3 separate regions of the Mus musculus genome follow, and all the other regions are linked to region 2. A link is a contact called in public capture Hi-C data. All regions are on one chromosome and are shown on one strand. The core of a region is the stretch at or near the end of the contact, and the rest is flanking DNA. Distances in the headings are between cores, read along the strand shown. Region 1 overlaps Arhgap32 (Rho GTPase activating protein 32). Region 2 overlaps Tmem45b (transmembrane protein 45b). Region 3 has its middle 47 kb from the start of Barx2.

What was found. Capture Hi-C pulls out chosen DNA fragments and counts their contacts.
Region 1: a capture Hi-C map of embryonic stem cells shows a contact between it and region 2, with 3 times the contacts expected there. The contact joins two enhancer-like sites. A contact is called at or near these places in 1 of 115 datasets of contacts at active chromatin or transcription factors (embryonic stem cells) and 1 of 9 other capture datasets (embryonic stem cells).
Region 3: a contact with region 2 is called in a capture Hi-C map of embryonic stem cells, with 2.1 times the contacts expected there. The contact joins two enhancer-like sites. A contact is called at or near these places in 1 of 115 datasets of contacts at active chromatin or transcription factors (embryonic stem cells) and 1 of 9 other capture datasets (embryonic stem cells).

Annotation. Positions count from the first base shown.
Region 1 is chr9:32,185,170-32,188,412 of GRCm38.p6, reverse strand. It overlaps Arhgap32 (Rho GTPase activating protein 32), which reads right to left. Exons shown (of 23, transcript NM_001370958.1): 8 at 1,992-2,084; 9 at 657-779. Among named protein-coding and RNA genes, the nearest start is that of Arhgap32, 150 kb to the right of the region's middle. Within about 2 kb of position 1,747, at least 17 of the 459 cell types and tissues checked have an H3K27ac peak or open chromatin away from gene starts, as enhancers often do. A contact at or near this core is called in embryonic stem cells, where this site is marked.
Region 2 is chr9:31,438,121-31,441,103 of GRCm38.p6, reverse strand. All of the region lies in intron 1 of Tmem45b (transmembrane protein 45b), which reads left to right. Among named protein-coding and RNA genes, the nearest start is that of Tmem45b, 25 kb to the left of the region's middle. Within about 2 kb of position 1,598, at least 23 of the 459 cell types and tissues checked have an H3K27ac peak or open chromatin away from gene starts, as enhancers often do. A contact at or near this core is called in embryonic stem cells, where this site is marked.
Region 3 is chr9:31,958,832-31,961,993 of GRCm38.p6, reverse strand. No RefSeq gene overlaps it. Among named protein-coding and RNA genes, the nearest start is that of Barx2, 47 kb to the right of the region's middle. Within about 2 kb of position 1,308, at least 9 of the 459 cell types and tissues checked have an H3K27ac peak or open chromatin away from gene starts, as enhancers often do. A contact at or near this core is called in embryonic stem cells, where this site is marked.

The DNA.
Region 1 (3,243 bases), core at 498-2,997, 750 kb before region 2:
AAAATTAATGTCTTAACAGAGATTTATTTAATGACAAATTGTAACTTTTCAGTACAAAAAAATTCCATAGTAAGAATCAAAAGAAAGAAAGGAAAATGCCAATGGCTGTAATGATGGGACTGTGTCTGAGGGGGCACTACTATTGCTACTGCTACAGCTACTATTACTATTACTACTACAGTCCATGTACAGACATCTGTCGTTTTATGCTTACACTCATTTCACTAATTGGTTTGAGAACAGTCCTCATTTGACGTCGTAAAACTGTTGCACTGTTGTTCTTTTATTTGCTCAGTCAACACACATTTACTGGTTACTTACTGTACCGAGAACATTCACAAATGCAGAGAATAAACATGAAAATCAGAGACATGCCTCAGCCCTCAGCAGGCTCAAACTCTGCATCCATCCCCATGATAAACACTTTGATCTAAACATTCTACTTCGTCTTTCAGTTTTTATTAGCATGTGCTGGCTGCACAAACTGTTGGGTTTCATTGTATTTTCATGCATGTATACCGTGCCCTCTGATCATAATCATCCTCCATTACTCTCTCTTGTATTTATTTTTTAAATACATAAATTCTTAAAACAGCTAGAGACAGGTTATACAGGTAGCAGGGCCAGAGAACAGTGAGGCCTGCCTAACTGCTTACCTCTAATGTCAGTTCATCAGGGGCCCGAGCGGTGTAGCGCTTGATAACATGGGCAGCACCGACAGCAGGAGTGTTGATGGACGACTCCTCGTGAACTAGAAGATGGTTTCCCTTATTGTCGATCTACAATAAAAATCAAGCACCATGGAGTGTCCAAAGACACGGATCTGTCTATCCACAAATAAAAACTCAATTTAGACAGGTGGTAAGCCCCAAAAGTCTTTTAAAATAAACTGTCATTTTTGGGAACAGCAAGACAGCTCAGCAGGTAAACAAATGCAACAAGCCTGATGAGGTAAGCCGGATCCCTTTGGACCCACCTAGTTAAAGGAGAGAAGCAACTGCTAAAAGTTGTCTTCTAACATCCACATGGGCTCTAACATGCCCCACCCCCAAAATGTAGCAAAACCCTTTAAAACCCTATCACTTATTAGGTAGCTAATATAGGGCAGTAAGTATGCTGTGCATATAATGTATACGACTTAATTTAACTCTCATAATCCCAAAATGTGCTATCATTACCTTTACCTAAAGGTAAAGAAGACAACCTGGAGAAAGTTATGTAATTTTAGAGAAATTAAATTACTTTACTAAGATCACTCAAGCAATAATGGCAAAGTCATGGTCTTAGTGCAAGTAGACCTGGCTCCTCTTACCCTCTTGGCAGTGTCTCAACTTTTACTGGGAGAAAAGAATATATATAATTCTTTACATCCCCAAATTAACATACACAAGTTAACATACACAAATTAACAATAAATATCCTGAGGCATTCTCAAATTGGTACCTTTAAAAGGGTGGTTTATTGGCTCATAAATTACTAAAAAATATTTTCAATTATTAAGCAAATGAAAAAACAAGTAGCTTACGCTGTATATGTATAACAATAGGTATAACAATGTCTAACAATCTCCAGATTTATAGAGATGATAAAATTATTTTTTTGAAAAATAAAGAGAAAGATTTTCTATCCAAAAATCCAGTCACTCTGGAGAGATGACTCAGCATTTAAGAGCAGTGGCTGCTCTTAGAAGAACTGATTCCCAGAGCCACAGGGTGGCTCATACCATGTATAACTTCAGGTCCAGGGCATCTGAAGCCCTCTTGTGGCCATTTGGGGCAGCAGGCACATAAAGAGCACACAGACATTCATGGAGGTAAAACACCCATACGCATTCAGGTTAAAATTAAAAATATCAGTTACCAATCCTCCTGGATTATGAGTACATTCTTTGTTTCTTTATTTGTGAAACTCATCTATAATCAAATTACTAATAAATGCCTTAAGCAAATAATTTTAGAATAAGATTTCATCAGAGCTGATCAGACAGATACCTCCATCCAGGTAAGGGCAGGCCCACAGTTGATCTTGTTGCCAGCGATAGTTGAAAGGCGTGACAGGTAAGCTGTAAGCATCTGAGTAACCGACTGAAAAAGAGAGACTCACCATAACCAGAGGGAAGAGCAACTCTTTGCTTTACAAAGTCTCATATAGATTGGTTTTTTTCTAAGAGGGAAAAAAAGAAACCTAGAGATCCTTAGGCACTTAATAATTACATCAGGTAGAGATAGTGGCAAACACCTTTAATCCCAACAGTCAGGAGGCAAGGGCAGGAGGATCCCAGTTTAACCAGAACTGTAAAGTGAGACCCCCCATCGCCAACACCAAATAATAATAATAATAATAATAATAATAATAATAATAGCTCTAGAGACCTCATCACTGAGGGTATGGAAGATTACCTCTGAAATGATGGCACTTTTCACAGAGGAATTCAGCTACTGCCTAATGTGGGGATTTTAGCTTTTAATACCTCATCGTATGAGGCCGTATTCTACAGCTTCTAATTTCAGGACTTTCGTTTTGTACCTTTGTACTGAAAATACAAAATGTGTTTATTAAAAGACACATCTGTGGCTTTTCTGCCAAATTTTCCCTTGCTTCCCTTTACTGCCTTTGGCTGTAATCTCCATGCATATAGCTGCACAGGAGTGGACTAATTCCTGTGATCCTACGCCACAGTGTGACATGACAATCTGAGCAGGAACCATGACACAGAACCAAGTCTTTATGCCTGCCCACCCTCCTCTTCCTGAGTTCAAAGGCAATGTGGAGGAACAAGCTGCTGTTGCTGGCTCCCTGCTTTCCTTTCTGATGCCTTACACTTCCCGCCACGATGAACAAAATCTCTCTGTAAATGTAAGCCACAATAGTTCCTTTCTCCGTGTGTGTGAGTGTGTGTGTGTGTGTGTGAGTGTGTGTGTGTGGTGCTGTTGTTTGTAAACTGAAAGCCCAGCCCAAGGTTTCAGCGAGCCTGTGAGAACTGGCCTCGAAGCCATTTGGATGATATTCCTGCATAGAGTCCAGCTGTGTTCTGCCTCTCAAAAGCCCAGGGCTGACTTCAAAAGCAACAGTCTCTTCCATGGGCCGAGGAAATATGACGGCAAGCCAACTGTAAGGCTACATTGTGATTCTTGCTCACGGATCTCATTCAGATCTACAGTGTCAGGCAGTAACAAGTAGAGAACAAAGACATTACAAGAGGTGGTTTCCCAAGGCAGGCTGTGTGAGCAAGCTTAAAGCTTG
Region 2 (2,983 bases), core at 349-2,848:
ATGGCCCCTCCTGCTGTGATGGTGGTGTCCACACCTATTTCAGAAGCAGATCCCTTCTGCTTTTTAAGTCTCACTGGTAGAGGAGGGCTCTGCCTCAGAAAGAATTGTATGATGAGACTTGCTCACAGCCACTTGAGGTGATGACCTGGGACTTAGCCAGTGTTGCGTTGCTGTGAAGAGACACGGAAACCAAAACAACTCTCATAAAAGAAAGCCCTTCCTTGGGACTGCTTTATAGTTTCCGAGGTTTCTTCATTCTCAGGATGGGAAGCACGGTGGCTCTCAGGCAGACATGGTGCTGAAGGAGCAGCTGGGTGTCCTTCATCTGGATCCGTAGGCAGCAGGAAGAATCTCTGGGCATAAGATAGGCTTTCTGAAACCTCAAAGCTCACCCCCAGTGACACACTCCCCTCTACAGGGCCACACCTCCTAATCTTTTCAAACAGGGCCACTCCATGGTGAGCAAATGTTCAAATCTATGAGCCTGTGAGGGCTCTCATTTCAAACCACCTCAGCGAGAGCTGGAATGGATTAAGGTTTCAATGCGGCTGGGACCAAGTGAACTCACTTTGCATGTGAGAAGGCATAAAAAGGAATCTGCGGTTGAATTAGGCAGGGCGTGATAAGGTAAAGCATTCCCAGTACCTTAGAATGCGTTATTTAACACATTGAGGCCATTGGGATGAGCTCTCAGATAATACAACTAGAGTTTGTACAACAGGAAGTTTGAACCCAGGCGCAAACAGAAAGAATACCATGTAGTAAAGACCTAGGAGAGAGACCTGTATCTATAAGCTATTGAAAGAGGTCCCAAACAGAATCAAGACTTTTATTTTGGGTTTTAGTCTTCATAACTGTAAGAAAACAAACGTCTATTGTTTGCTGCCCTCCTGACTGCGGTATTTTGTCATGGCAGGTCCAGCAGACTATACAACCAGTTTAATAGTGAAACATTCAGCAATAAAGGGGAATTATTAGGACTGGGGAATGTAGCTCAGTGACAAAGTGCTTTCCTATCCCGTGCAAAGACCTGAATTTCATCCCCAACCTGGGGGAAAGGATGGTTGGGGGGCGGGGGGAAACGACAGAATTATTCATAACTGTATTGGTTAGCTTTCTGTTGCTGTGATAAAATACCATGACCAAAAGTAATTTGGGGGAGCAAGAGTTTCTTTGGGCTTACTGTTCCAGAGGGAGAGTTCATAAAGGTGGGAGAGCAAGCAGCCACAGCAAGAACTGAAAGTTCGCCAGGCATGGTGGCGCACACCTTTAATCCCAGCACTCGGGAGGCAGAGGCAGACGAATTTCTGAGCTCGAGGCCAGCCTGGTCTACAAAGTGAGTTCCAGGACAGCCAGGGCTATAAAGAGAAACCCTGTCTCGAAAAACCAAAAAAAAAAAAAAAAAAAAGAAGAAGAAGAAGAACTGAGAGCTCGGACTTCAGCCACAGACATGAGGCAGATGGCAAACCAACTGGAAGTGGCTAGAAACTCCCAAAGCCTGCCTCCAGTGACATTCTTCCCTCTAGCCAGGCTACACCTCCTCTAAGCATTACCACCAACTGGGACAATTGGAAACCAAGCGTCCCAATACCAGAGCTTAGGGAGAGCATTTCTCGACCAACCCTACACATTCCACTCCCTGGCCCCACAGGCTCATGGCCATGTCCTAGTGCAAGATGCATTTAGTTCAACTTCAAAAGCCCCCATAGCTTCCAGATTCTCGGCCCTGTTTAAAGGTCCAATGTCTCTCTTCCGAGACTCATGGTGATCTCTTAACTGTGGTTCAGTTAAAATTAAAAAGAAAATGATGAACTTCACAACATAAGACTATACATTACCAGGGCTGGAGAGTTGATTTAGAGGTTAAGACTATACATTGCCATTTAAAAAGGAGGAACATGGGTGGGCACTGTAAGGAATTCCTGGGCCAAAACCTACCAGGGAGTCCTTTCCTCCTCCTCCCAACCTCCACCCATGGAATTTAGGTTTGTAGATTGGGGAAGGGTTAAAAAACAGAACAGGACAATGAGGCCAAGCCCAGCACTCCAGCTGTGCTGTTCTTCCTACACCCTCCCTAGACACTGAAACTGAGACAGCTGCCCGAACTATGGTGCAGGTTCCCAACTCTGCCCCTTGGAAGCGTCATCTCCTCCTGCTCCTGCCACAGGGCTCCTGCTCCTCACTCTGAAAAGATAGCTCATGCATTGACGGGAGGGTGTTGAGTGTGTCCCTCTGTGAAAACATGCTCTCGCGTCTGTTTTCCTGTTGGTGGAGCTTTCTTTCTGTTGGAAAAGTTCTGCTGAATCACCAAGTATGTTGCTGGAGTGTTTATTTAGTATTTATTTTTTTTAAAAATAAACTATAGTATACATGATATTGAGAAAAAAATAAAATTTACTAATCAAACGATTTTTTTAATGAAGCAGCCATTCCCCCTTATTTTAGAGGGTGACAGAACATTGGAAGAGGGAAACTTCAGCTGCAGAGAGGACCCCTCAGACCCTTAACCTATTGGTTATCCCAATTATTAAAGATCTCTTCTTTCTAGTTAAGTTTAGTTAACCATTGTCAGGTTTCTTCTTTACTAAGTTTGACTCATCCTATAAATTCTACCATCTGTTCCACAATGTAGCTCATCCAGAAAAGTCACCCATTCATCTGTGAATGGAAGAAGTCCTTCTCCTTCTCCTCTTCCTCCTCCTCCTCCTCCTCCCCTCCTCCCCTCCTCCTCCTCCTCCCCTCCTCCCCTCCTCCCCTCCTCCCCTCCTCCCCCTCCTCCCCTCCTCTTCCTCCTCCTCCTCCCCTCCTCCCCTCCTCCTCCTCCTCCTCCCCTCCTCCCCTCCTCCCCTCCTCCCCTCCTCCCCTCCTCCCCCTCCTCCTCCTCCTCCTCCTCCATCTCTCTCCACAGACAGATCACGGTGCTCAGACTTCTATACAGTATATGTGCTTCAGGCCTGCTGTGCACAGGTGTGAACTTTAGACC
Region 3 (3,162 bases), core at 59-2,558, 520 kb before region 2:
CCAAATCCATCTTTTGAGTCCTAAAATGAGGCTTGATTTAAGTAGAGGGCACTAGATAAATTATACACAAGTACACAGACCTGGTCAAGGTCCAGCCATGCCTACTGACTCATCCTTGTCTTGGGTCTAGTCTCTCCTGCGGGCACTCTGACATGTTGACAGAACTGTGAAGTCTCTTTCAGGGAGTCGGACTCGTCCTCTGGCTGCATCCGCCTTTTGCTTCTCCCAGCAAGAGACTTCTGGTGAAAATTCCAATGTCCTCTGATTCTGTGGTTGTAATATTCTGATAATCAAAAGGAAGGAGCTTTGGAACGATCTCCTCACATGTTAGGATGATTAAATGGAGCTGGATGTGTTTGAACCACGCTTTGCCTTTGGTACAAGATTCTCATGAGCTGCTGTTTCTTCATGTGCTCTTAGGATTATTTCTAGGAAACGTTAAAGGGTTCTTTCTCTACTAATAGTTTGTGTGGAGAGCTGGGCATGGCTGCTTGTTGCGATCTATGACGAAAATACAATTGTGGATGCAAAACTCAGAGTGAAGACTTCTTTGCTTCCTACTTTCCTTTAAGTGATGTTCACTTTGGCCTCCGTTGTGTATTGCTACCTGCTCAATAATCTCTTTTTTCTTTTTGTTCAATGAAAGTAGTTTTTTAATACAATGTATTCTAGCAAAATTCCCCCCCACCCCCCAGTTCCTCCTTCCTTCCCTTCCCATCTGAATCTACATCCCTTTTTCTCTCCTTAGAAAACAAACAGGAATCTAAGTAATAATAATAAAATGAAATAAGATAAACCAATAACAAAAAAAAAAAATCAAAATATGACAAAACAACCAAAGAAGAAAAAGATCCAAAGAAAGAAGCACAAGAAATATGTATCAACCTGGGCAGTGGCAGCGCACGCCTTTAATCTCAGCACTTAGGAGGCAGAGGAAGGCAGATCTCTGTGAGTTCAAGGCCTGCCTCGTATACAGAGTGAGTTCCAGGATAGCCAGGGCTACACAGAGAAACCCTGTTTCAAAAAAAAAGGGGGGGGGGAAGAAATATATATCAATGCACAGACACCATGTATACACACTCATAGCAGTCCCAAACCAGAAGCCCTAATGTATACATGAAAGGACCTATAAGGTAGAAAAATTAAAACAAACACTTGCCCTGACTTAACATTCGGAGACAAAGAACCCCCAAAAGATCCTGCTGCATTCATTTTGTGTGGGTGATCTGTGCCCTTCCCCCAGCCTCGAGCCAAGCTAAACAGACCTTGAGTGCTTGCCACAATGGGACCCAGGTGGAGTCATCTGCTTTGCTGCACCTGCAACCTCCTATAGGAACTTAGAAGAATAGACTGCCCCTGAGCTTGCTTTGCAACATAATCCAGCTGAAACAAAGGATGGGTTTTGTGGGTTTTCCCTTTATAGCTGCAGAATTAAGCTTTGTGCCTTGATGAGAACTTGTGTCTTAGCTTCATCCTTCTCTTGCACTCCTTTTCATTTCCAGCTCCCCTTTCAGGTAGATCCAGTTCTCCATGGCCGCTGGAGGCTATAGTGATCTATTGCTGAGCATGGGGCCTATCCGTAATGCTGTGGTCCATACCCGGCTCTTCTTCTCTCTTGGCTCTCTCTTGAAGGTAAGAGGACAGGGATGAGCATAGGCGTGGGCAAGACTTGTTTTGTTTGTTTGTTTTGAGATAGAGTTGCTGTTTAATAATAAAACATGTACCTATCTTAAGTCTAAATCACTTTGGTGTGATAGCTGACCTCTTTGAGTTCTCTTTGGGCCAGAAACTGCAGTCTCTGGCATTAGCACCTCACCATAAAACAGTAGGGGATTAAGTAAAGGTTTAATTGCTAGAACCTTTTCCCTTTTGTCCAGATGCCTCTCATTTGTTGGGCTAGGGGAAGTTTGGAGCAATAAACTTCTATTGAACCAGGAGAAGAGAATCACACTCACAGAAGGAAAAACTTTTACACAAGCAAATATGGATTAAACGTACAAAAATCCATATGCAAATTAATGCACACATATTAATAAATTTTCATTCAAATCAGTTGGGCACAACTTTCCTACTATCTCATAATTACATACTCACACACACATACATCCATACTTACATATGTGTATGGAGCAAAAGACCAAGCGCCAGTGCAGAAAGAACTCACTCATTCTGGATGAAAAATGAGCTCCAATCTTTAATGCATACAGAAAGAAAAAGCTTCTATCCTTTTATTGCTACATGAATTAAAACCAAGTCTGTAAGAAGAAAGCTTTGTTCTCTTTAGCCTTGTTATTAAGAAAAGACCTGTTCTGTCCCATGGTAAGGAGAAGCCTGCCTGCTCCTTCTGCTCTCTCTGCAGCTTCTTCTTTTTTCCTCTTTTCCTCTGCATTCTGCACATTGCTCTCTCAATTTTTTAAGTTGCCTTATATTTTCTAAGTTATTCCACTCTGCATTCTCCTTCTAATCTTGCTGTCTCCTCCTGCTCTGATGAACTGCTCTGCTCCCAATGCCTTACTCCCAAAGCCTTTATTCCCAGTGTTACGTTCCCATTGCTATCTCTCCAATGTTATATCTTCCAATGTGATCTTTCCCAGTCTTTTGTACCTTTCCTAGGAAAGTGGATCACATGGCTTTTCCAAGCATCCCTTTTTCAACAAAAGTTCACTAGAAGTTCAAACATAAATTGAATAAGAAGTTTACAACAGAGAATGTTTACATGCATATCCATTAAGAGTAATTATCTAGCTAAACATCATCTATTACCAGTTTGTTGTGGGAAATATTAAAGTAGACCAGCAAGCCTCTTACATTACTGCAGACCACTCTCTGTCCCATCATGGTCCCGCTAGACTACTCTCTGCTCACTAACTCTCTGGCAGGGTTGGAGTTCCCTTGGAGGATCGTTGTCACACCAGCCCCATGCAATGACCATCCACCCCAGGATCAGCCACCCCAACTCTCTGGCCAGGTGTGGTTCCACCGGCTCTGTCTCTGGCTAGCTACCGCAGTGACCAATTGCTATGTTCCCAGCTCTGGATCACTTCTCTCTGGAGCCCCTAGTTACCTCTCTGCCATAAACCCCAGTAGTTGGCGATCCCACATTTTAGTAACCCAATAAATCGAAACTCTAGAAGTTTATAATTAACAAGTCAGATTTATATA